Regions from separate parts of the Rattus norvegicus genome. Here region 1 is linked to region 2. A link is a contact called in public Hi-C data. All regions are on one chromosome and are shown on one strand. The core of a region is the stretch at or near the end of the contact, and the rest is flanking DNA. Distances in the headings are between cores, read along the strand shown.

Region 1 (5,112 bases), core at 187-2,686, 89 kb before region 2:
GTGAGGGGTGCTCAGGGAGACGCCAGAAAACGCACTCTCAAGTCCCAACACTCACTCTCTCTCTGTAATAAGCTGTTCATGCGCTTTTAGGGGTAACTCAGCAGCACCCTTCAACAACACTCAGAACCAACGTGGGCACACAAAGCAGCCTAAAACAAACTGAAAAAAAAAAAAAAAACAAAAAAAAAAAAAAACAAAAAAAAACCACCCAAGTACTGCTCTGCAGAAACCCTAAGACCCAAAAGAACCTAAAAACCCAAAGCCACGATGGAAACCACTCGAACAGCAAAGAGGGCTGCATGCTACTAAAGCCATCAGATGCTAAGTGTTCTGGACTCAGACAGGCCCTCCTGGGGCTCCAGCTTCTCCTACTAGCTCAGATCTGGGCTAAGTTAAAGTGTCCACAGTGCAGGTTCTCTCGCTGTAAAATGAGAATTTGCCCGTCCTGGTGGACTGGACTAACAATGCAAACATAGCCATGCACAAAGTTCTTGGGGTGTCCTGTCTAATAAAAGCTCGATAAATGCCAGCTCAGTCATCCTGGGCAGTTATCATTAAGCCTGCCCCCTCTCTAGTTTCTAAAGGATCCCCCCCAAAAAATTTGTCCTGCCCTTTCTAATTTGAGAGGCTCTATGCAGAAGTGACCGGAATGCCTGTTGTAGAACTAGAATGGTCCACTCAGTTGGATCTTCACCTGTGAAATCCCTTCACTTGATCACACCTGAACCCCGGGGCTGCCTGTGTGTGCATCGCGTGAGTGACTCGTGTAAGACTAAAACGCACTTAGAGGAGGGGAAAACAGAGGTTCCCCACGCTAGTCCCACCGCCCCGCACCCGCAGTTTCTGCCCCACGCCCACAGTTTTCGGGGTCCCGCTGGGCGCTGGTTCCTCCCACGGACGCCGCGAGGCCGTGTGGAGCGGGACGACCCCACCCACGTGCCCGCGCCCGCGGCGGAGGCCGCGATGCATCTTTCCTCCCGCGCCCGCGGCTCCACGCCGGCGGTTTCCCCGAACCCACGCGGACGCCCTACTCGCCACTCACCCTCCACCAACCCCCCTTCCCCGACCCCCGCCACGGCCCATCACCCAGAGGCCCAGGCGTCTCCTCAGACACTGGCGAGTCGCTTGCACGCCGAGTGGGGGGGGCGGGGGAAGGAGGCCTGGCCGCCATCCCGCGACCCTCATCGCCTCACAACGGGCGCAGCGCACACTCACCGCGGGCTCCGACCCACGCAGGCCTGGCTGCTTCCCGGAGCGGCTCCCGCTCAGCGCCACCTCCTCAGGACCCTGACGCAGCTGCCGGGGCTGTCCTGCGAGACGGGGAAGACCGCCCGCCGCCGGCTCAGCCTCCCGCTCTGCCGCCGCCTCCCCGTCAGAGTCCGCGGCCGCGGCCACAACCGCAGCGTCGATCCCCGGGCGCCAGCTGAGCAGCGTCTGTTGAGCCGCAGTCCAGGACGCGCATCCCGGGCTGGCGCTCGTTGAATATGCAAAGAGACCGCCGCCCATTGGCCCGCGGGCGGTGGCGCGTGCGGGATTCGGCCTATCAAATGCGGGCCTGGGGAGCGCGGCGCTGGCGGCAGGGGCGGAGCGAGGTTACTATGGGTCATTCTGCGGAGCCGCCGCCGGCTGGACCCGGCTGGGGCCCTCGCAGGGCGGGGGATGGATCCCTTGGGGAGGGGAGCGGCGGGCGGACAGGCAGCTACTGCAGCTGCAGAGGGGAGCCAGGCTGGGGCGTTGTGCGGGAGGACCGGAGGCGTCCAGGGTGCTCCCGCTGAGAACTGCAAAACCCGCTTTCACTGCTGCGACGCATAAATCTCAATATAAAGCAAGAAATAGCGTGCTTGGTTTTCTTTTTTTTTTTTTTTTTCATCCTTCTCTGGACTGGATTCGTTAGCCTAGTTTGAACACGAATTTCTAGCAAATCTTGCAAGGCAAAAGAAATGACGTTTGGAAATGCTTGTGGAGGGAAAAGGCTCAAAAGCTCAAAGCTGGCCCTGTATTATTTCTCTTGCATGGGCTTCGTTTAATGCAGCGTGTATCCCGTTTACTCCTAAATCTTCTCACACCCCAGGTTTCATGTTTCCGAAGGATGAAACTTGACTCAAAAATAACCTTTATGAACGAGAAATGTGTGTGTGTTTAGTTTGCCATTGTATAGATCCTCTTGGACACTACACCAGGATGTAGGCATTTATTTTACAACGGCCTCTCCCCATTCAAAAAAATATACACCCAGCAAAACACAAATGACTAAATCAGCCACTGCAGTGTAATATTAGAAAGGGACTGTTCATAGCAGAGTGGTTTGTTTTCTTCGTAATCCAACCTATGATTTAGTTGGTCTGAGAACTTTCTTTAAGTAGGTGAAAGGTCGAGTGGCTGAGCTAGCCTCAAGCTAAGGCAGAGAGAGAGAGAGAGACTCACCTCCCGGGATAGTCTAAAAACACTCAGGAAGCTGTCAGAACTTGAGCTAGGTGGAGCCATGATGCACTCCAAAGCCAGCTCATCACTCACCTTGGGCCGCCCCTGGCCACTGTAACTGCCTAGAAGAACGGATAGTGTTTGACTCAAGCAACCTGTTCCTACTAGGAATGCCATATTTCCGTGGCTCTTAATCTTCCCAAGAAAACCCTGCCAATAAAAGGAATGCAGAATTTCCAGTCTATGGAGGGATGTACACCTTAGAAGTGGTAATTCAAAACTGCGAACCTCAAGAAAAACTAAGCAACTTCAAGACAGGAAAACTAATACTGAACCTTCCTCCCCGGCTAATGAATATAGAACACGTGTAGAATTCCGGGGACGTCTTTCTTTGTTATCTCTCTCTAGGCTAAACAATATTTATGGGCATATATTTACACCTAACAGAAAATACTCTTGAAATTCAAATGCTGAATTGGAATATTGTTTGCTGTTTAAGACTAGCTAAACAGAAATCATTGTGTTTTCTTTGTATGGTTGTTTAGTTCTTTGTGGGAGAGTGGCAGCCAAGATCTCATGTAGCTCAGACAGGCCTGGGTTTTACTATGTAGACCAGGGTGGCCTAGAATTCAGTGAGTCTAGGATTACAGGTGTGATAAACTGCTTTAGGCTTTGTCTATGCCTGGTAACAGGGCCTTACACTATGCCCATAGGCTAACCTGGAACTCCAGACAATCTTCCTGCCTCACCTAGGTTTATTTAAGATTGTTGTTTTAAAAACAGCAGCAGTGATGACACACAACTTTAATCTTAGTATTTGGAAGACAGAGGCAGATAGATCTCTAAATTTGAGGCCTGCCTAGTGTACTCAGTAAGGTCCAGGCCAGCCGGAAGACCCTTTTTTGAAATCCTGTCTCAACACAATGAATATGTACACACACACACACACACACACACACACACACACACACACACACACACAGAGGCTGGCAAGGTGACTCAGAGGGTTAAAGGTACCCAGTGACCTGAGTTCAATCCCTGAACCCATATTGTGGAAGAAGAAAACTGACTCTCAAAAGCTGCCCTTTGAACTCCCCTGAAGCACCACAGGATACATGTACACATACACAAAATAAATAGAATAAAAAGGAAAAACAAAACCACAACTGGGCACAGCGATGCCAGCACTAGAGATGCTGAGGCAGGAGGACTGCTGTAACATTGACACTAGCTTGGGCTACACAGTGAGTTGCAGGCCAGCTTAAATCCAGAGTGAAACTGTCTCAGACTGAAAACCACACATTTATTCTTCCTTAGCAAGGGTTTCAGTATGTGTTCAGAGCGTTGAGGACTATTGAATTTTTATTGTATTTCCCTTCTTCTTCTGTAAAACCTCAAATCAGAGACTGTTAAGGGTCAGCTACATGAAACCATAAATAGAAACAAGGCAGTCCCTTTTGCCCTTTTGCTATGTTTCCAACGTACAGCGACATTACATTGGGGGGGGGGGGAGGAATTGTCTATAATTGACATAAACATGGAATGGTCTATTTCCTGTGAAGGGTCATAGAGACTGTTACTGTATCACAAAAACTACCTTTCCCATTATAATAGAACAGCAGGTATTAAGTTTTTTTAACAGGAGTGTTTTCCTTACACTCCCAATGGATGGGTGGGTGTGAAGACAGCATGCGATGCTGTGTGAACTGAGAAGGCTCTGACTCCAAGCTGAGTAATCAACTAGAAAGCAACTTTAAAATGTCACTGACAGCCTGGCGTGTCAGCCCAAGCCTTTAATCCCACACTTGGGACACAGAGGCTGGTGGTTCTTTTTGAGTTCAAAGCCAGCCTAGTCTACATAGAAGTTCTAGGACAGCCAGGGCTATGTGTAGCAAGATCCTGTCTCTAAATAATCTCTAACATAATACTCAAAAGGCAGGGCAATAACGAATACAGGCAAACAATTTCAGCACTTCAGATTCACAGGCAGGGCAAATTCAAGCCGTTTTCTCCACATACAAGACCATTCTGGGTGACTTTAACTGTCATCTAGAAACAACCTAGGGTCATCTAAGAGGAGAATCTCAATTGAGAAGCTGCCTCTACCTCTGACACATCTGAGGGGATGATTTGGGTGCCAACTGACGCAGCAGGGCTCAACCCACTGTGGGCAGCACCAACTCTAGGCAGGTGGGTTTGACCTGTGTAAGAAAGCTGGCTGAGCATGAGCCATCCTCATATTGCTGCTGTATTGCTCGGCTGTGATGTAAGTTCCTTGGTTGGAGGTCCCGCTGCGTGATATAACAAGCAGTCCTGCTTTCAAGTTCCTGACTATTATCAGTAATGACCTGCAACCTGGAGTTGTCAGAGATCCCATGAGCCCTAAAGAACCTGGATGTTTCCTGTCTGCTCTGTAACTTCTTAATCTACAGTCTGTTTCATATAAATAAGGAACCCAGTATTCAGACAGTTACAGTTAACTCTCCAACGTAGTTGAGTTTCTTATTAAAGACCTTCTGAGATGGCCATGGCTGTGCACACCTGGAACTCTATCTAGCCCTTGGGAGGTATAAGGAGGAAGATCAGAAGTTCAAGGTTGGGGGCTAGAGAGATGGCTCAGCGGTTAAGAGCACTGACTGCTCTTCCAGAGGGCCTGAGTTCAATTCCCAGCAACCACATGGTAGCTCACAA
Region 2 (4,669 bases), core at 370-2,869:
TTTATTGGCAGTAAACGCTTCTTTTTTTTTTTCCTGCGGGATGCTTTCTTAATATAATCACACTATATCATCTATCTAAGGACATTCTGAATCATGACAGAAATTGTCGTCTCTTTAAATAGTACAGAAGTCAAACTTACAGCCAATGAGCCCTGTGTAGAAGAAGAACAGAGGTGGTTTGCAAGAGTGAACTGGAAGTCATAGTTCTCAAAGTTAATGAATGTTGACCACAGTCATCCCTTGGTATCTGGGAATGACTGAGTTTAGGACTGCGAGTTCTCAAATTTGTTTGTGCTCAAGTCCTCTATATAAAAATGGGTACTGTTTGCATATGATTTATGTTCATCTTCCCTTCAAATCACACACAGAGTACTTAAAGTTCCTGTACAATGTAAGTGTAAATGTCACAAAAGAGTTTCAACCAGGCTGCTTAGAATAATGACAAAAGAAGTTGGATATATATACTGGAACTCTTTTAAGTCATAAAGAAGAAAGAAATTATGTCATTTGCAGGAAAGTAAATGGGATTGTGGAGAATTGTATAAACTAGCCTCATTTGTGGTTCCTTGGTTTTATATAAATACATATAATCATGTATGTGTACATGCACGATAGAAGACCAGGCAAAGTATCTAGGGCAACAGATGTGACTAATGGGAGGGAGAGGGGAGAGGAAAGGGAGGGAAGTCGGTAGATATGGGGAAGATATATTCAATATACACCACATACTTCCACATATTTTTTGAAAAAGAGGAAAATGTTTGTAAATGTTATATACAGATAGATTTTGAAATTATTTTTACAGGGGATTAGTGTGTGTGTGTGTGTGTGTGTGAGAGAGAGAGAGAGAGAGAGAGAGAGAGAGAGAGGAAGAGAGAGAGAGAGAGAGAGAGAGAGAGAAAGATATTCAGTATGTAGCTAAGCATATATAGACCAGACTTGCTTTAGACTTGCTATATAGCCCAGGCTAGCCTCAATTTCCTATCTGTAACTATCCTGATTTAGTCTTCTAAGGGCTGGGATTACAGAGATGAACCACCAGGTCCTGATTTTTTTCTGAATATTTTCAAGGTAAGTTGGCTGTGTGGAAGTAGACCTTGTGGATAACAGAGGGCTAGCTATACTGCCCAGAAGATACTCAGTGTTACTGCTAAGAATAAACCCACCCAGACTAGGCATATTTATGGGTCTTTCCAGGAGAGCAGAGACCCTGGTAAATAAGATGTGGGATGGCAGCTAGGACACATCCCCTTGATTTGAGAGCCTGAGACGTGCCCAAAAGAAAGACAATAATGTGTTTTCGATTGTTGAAACATTGCTTGCAGTTGACAATGGCCTCAAGAGTGGAAGCTGAGATAGTTCTGCAAAGATCTGGGGAACCATTTTGAAGGGATGTAGGGTAAGGTCTATGTCACCGAAGAGTGGTGAGCTGAGACCATGGGAAAAGGAGACTATAAAGTCAAAGGCGAGGAAAGAAGGGAGTTGTCCCTCTTCTGCCACTTGACAGCTGGAGGAACTTGAAGCTGTGTCCCCTGATCTTTTGTATCTCTGTGTCACAAAAACAAGGGGTGACCTAGATCTGCGGTTTACGAACTTGGCTGAGCATTGGAATGACCTGGGAAACTTTCCAAACGCCGATGACTTCATTGGTCTGGAGTTCAGCTTTAAACCTGGCGATCGTTAACAGTCCCCAGGTAATTCTAATATCCAGAGCACAGTGCCTCCCCCCACCCTGCCCCCCACCCCCGGGCTAGGTAATCTGTGAGGTTTCGTCCCACTGTACCAACTGCTGACAAAGGACAGTGACCTCTCTCAGCCCAACCTCAGCCTCTGCCTCTCCATCTCTAGCAAGGAGCTGACCTGGATCTATTTGGCCCTTTTCATATAATTATCATTGCATGGAATGGATCGGCTGTTTGCTTATGTAACTTTAAGGGCTGAAATCCCATCCTGGACCAGCAGTCTTTTTCCCAGCTGGAGGAGGTAACTGGATACTCCCCGCAGGGCTTCGATCTGTCTCTCAACCTCTCCAAAGCAAATGTACTTTTCCAGCCTTTCAACTGTAGCTGTAAAAAGAAAGAAGGTCGTTCGTAGCCACCGACAGTTCCATTATAGACAAAGGCAAGCCCTGAAATAGCTCTCAGCTTGCTATCCAGGTAAACTCAAGATAAATTTAGAACCCTGTAACTCTGGACCATCATCCCAGGATGTGAAGTGAGGATCTGGTTTTCTTCCTTTCAGTCTTTCATTCTCCTTTTTTAATTCCCTAAGATATAATCTAAAGACACAGGTAGGGTTTGCAAAGGCCAAGACTTGGCTAATGACCAAAGCTGTTAAATTCCAGCTCAAACGGATTAGCCCAGTTAAGTCTTTGGCATTAGGGTTGGGTATAACACCCTGGCCTGCAGAGACACCTCCTCCATCCTGCTGGGAAATCCTCCCTAAACCCCCAAATAGCAGCTTAATCTGCCGAAGGAAACAACAAAGGAGAGGTGCTAAGAATAGCCAGTGCCTTCCAGAGAGCAGCGTACTTTAGAATAGAATGTGAGCCATGAGGGTATTTATTTAAAATTATTTAAAATTTTCCACTCGTCTTCTCAAGCAAGAATAAAAGAAGCGCATGAAATTAATTTGAATTAATATTTTGTTTTTTCCCTTCTGGCATACGATTGTCAATTCTTAACTAATGAGCAATTTTGTAGTTTCTACTTTTTAGCAAGACTCCAAAATCCCATGAGTATTTTGCAGCATCTCTCAACAGAGCTAAATGGAACTAGTACACTTCCTGTGTTCAAGAAGCCAGGGGTGCTAGTGGGTAATGTTTTGAGTGACAGGGATCTGGGCAGCCTCTTTACTTATATAATGCTGACAGCAGGCTAGAAGAGATGCTGAGGGGGGAGCCCAATAAACCCCCCCCCCCTCTCTCTCTCTTTCTCTCTCTCTCTCTCTCCCTCTCCTTCTCTTTGGGATAGGGTAGCCAGGCAGCATACACTGGCCTTGATTCTGCCTCTTTAACCTAAAGCCATATGATTATTTTAAAGACAAGACAAACTATTTACCTGGTTGAGCCTCACTCCAAGAAAACTCTTAAGAATTTCCATGGAACATGATTAAGAGAAAAGAGAAATCTAACTCTTAAGTAGGTCACATTTAATTCTTGTGTCAACATTGTAGGCCCTTTTGGCAAACTTAGTACTAAATGTTGGAAAATTAAATTTGGAACTAAATGAGAAGATCTCTGGCAGAGCCCATTTTCTTGGTTCATTTCTATTGTTGTGAAATTCTGATGAAAAGCAACTTTAGGGAGAAAGGGTTTAATTTAATTATATGGTTCCAGGGTACAGCCTGTCATTCCAGGGAAGTTAAGGCAAAAGCAGCTAGTCACAGTCAAGAGCAAGGAGACAATGCATGCATGCACACTTGTGCTCAGCCCCCTCTCTATACTAATATAGTCCCGAATCCTCTGCCAGGGAATGGTGCTACCCACAGTGGACTGAGTCTTTTTACATCAATTAATGAGTAAGGGAGACAGTCTCCCACAGACATGGGAGTTCTAGATAGTCCCTGGTTGAATGTGTCTTTTTCTAGACAATCCTGGAATGTAGTGAGTTAGTGATTGAAACTAATTATAAAATTCCTGAAGGTATGTGGGTAGCCCCTCTGACTTGTCCACAAACAACATGGAAAGGACCACACAAACCCCATTTGTCTCCATTTAAGGACAAAGCCTGATTTTGAAAAGGTCATAAGGCTCCAGGAACAGATCATAAGTCCCAGGAACTAGGTCATAAGGCACCAGTTAAAGGAAAAGACAATAAAATCCAGAAACGAGGTCATAAAAAAATCCCCTCCCAAAGAACAGCCTGGGAATTACCACAAGAATGGGAAATATCTTATCCCAGGATGGGTCATCTGTGCTGGGCAGTCCTATCTCATCCTGTGGTTAAATGTTCATGACATAGCACTGCTGCCTGTGCCCTGGACAGCCCACTGCTCAACACTACCTGCCCTTGGGGATTAGAGGTGAGGTGGTGCTCGGAATCAACAGCACAGAATCCAGGAACAAGTGAGAACGCCACAGCAATTTCCTATGAACACTGCTGCAAACTCCACCCACGTCCCATTAGTTCCCAGCAAGCATCTCTTCCAAACAGCAATTCCTAATTGGCTGGCATTGTCTGTGTCAGCAATCCTTGGTCTCTCAGGCAGTCTTCAATTAGGTCCTGAAAGAGCGTACCCCTAAACGGGGAGCCGCGTCTCTCGCTCCGATCGAGGGGTGGGGTGCCCCCAGGAATCACGAGTAGCCAGTCTTGATGTAACAACAAGAGGTAGCTTTTATAACGAGATCCCTATTAGCAGGATCCCGGGTCGATAAGTATCTCACACAGGAGACAGAGGAATCGACCCCGAGCTTCCAAACTCGGGGGTTTTATATAGGGGAGGTTAGGGGCATTCGAGAGGGTACACATGATTGGTCAATTCAAATGGTGCACAGTTATTTTCGGCTCGAAATTACGTCAGCAAGGAGTACGTGCTCTCTAGCAGCTCGGCAGGCAGGTAGGGTGGCTCATCTCACTCAGGGGGGTGAAGGAAGGGGAGGGGGTAGCTACAGATGGTCAATGTCCTTGGGGCTGATAGCTGGTTTGGCAAGTCCTATCTCTGGCTCTCC

What was found. A called contact is a pair of places that touch in the nucleus more often than the background predicts.
Region 1: a contact with region 2 is called in a Hi-C map of liver, with 2.4 times the contacts expected there. The contact joins the promoter of Acsl3 here to the enhancer-like site in region 2. A contact is called at or near these places in 5 of 12 Hi-C or Micro-C datasets (Schwann cells, frontal cortex, liver and 2 more).

Annotation. Positions count from the first base shown.
Region 1 is chr9:87,559,925-87,565,036 of GRCr8, reverse strand. It overlaps Acsl3 (acyl-CoA synthetase long-chain family member 3), which reads right to left and starts at 1,436. Exons shown (of 15, transcript NM_057107.2): 1 at 1,216-1,436.
Region 2 is chr9:87,471,276-87,475,944 of GRCr8, reverse strand. All of the region lies in intron 1 of LOC134480390 (a long non-coding RNA gene), which reads left to right. Among named protein-coding and RNA genes, the nearest start is that of Mogat1, 44 kb to the right of the region's middle. Within about 2 kb of position 1,619, at least 22 of the 93 cell types and tissues checked have an H3K27ac peak or open chromatin away from gene starts, as enhancers often do. A contact at or near this core is called in liver, where this site is marked.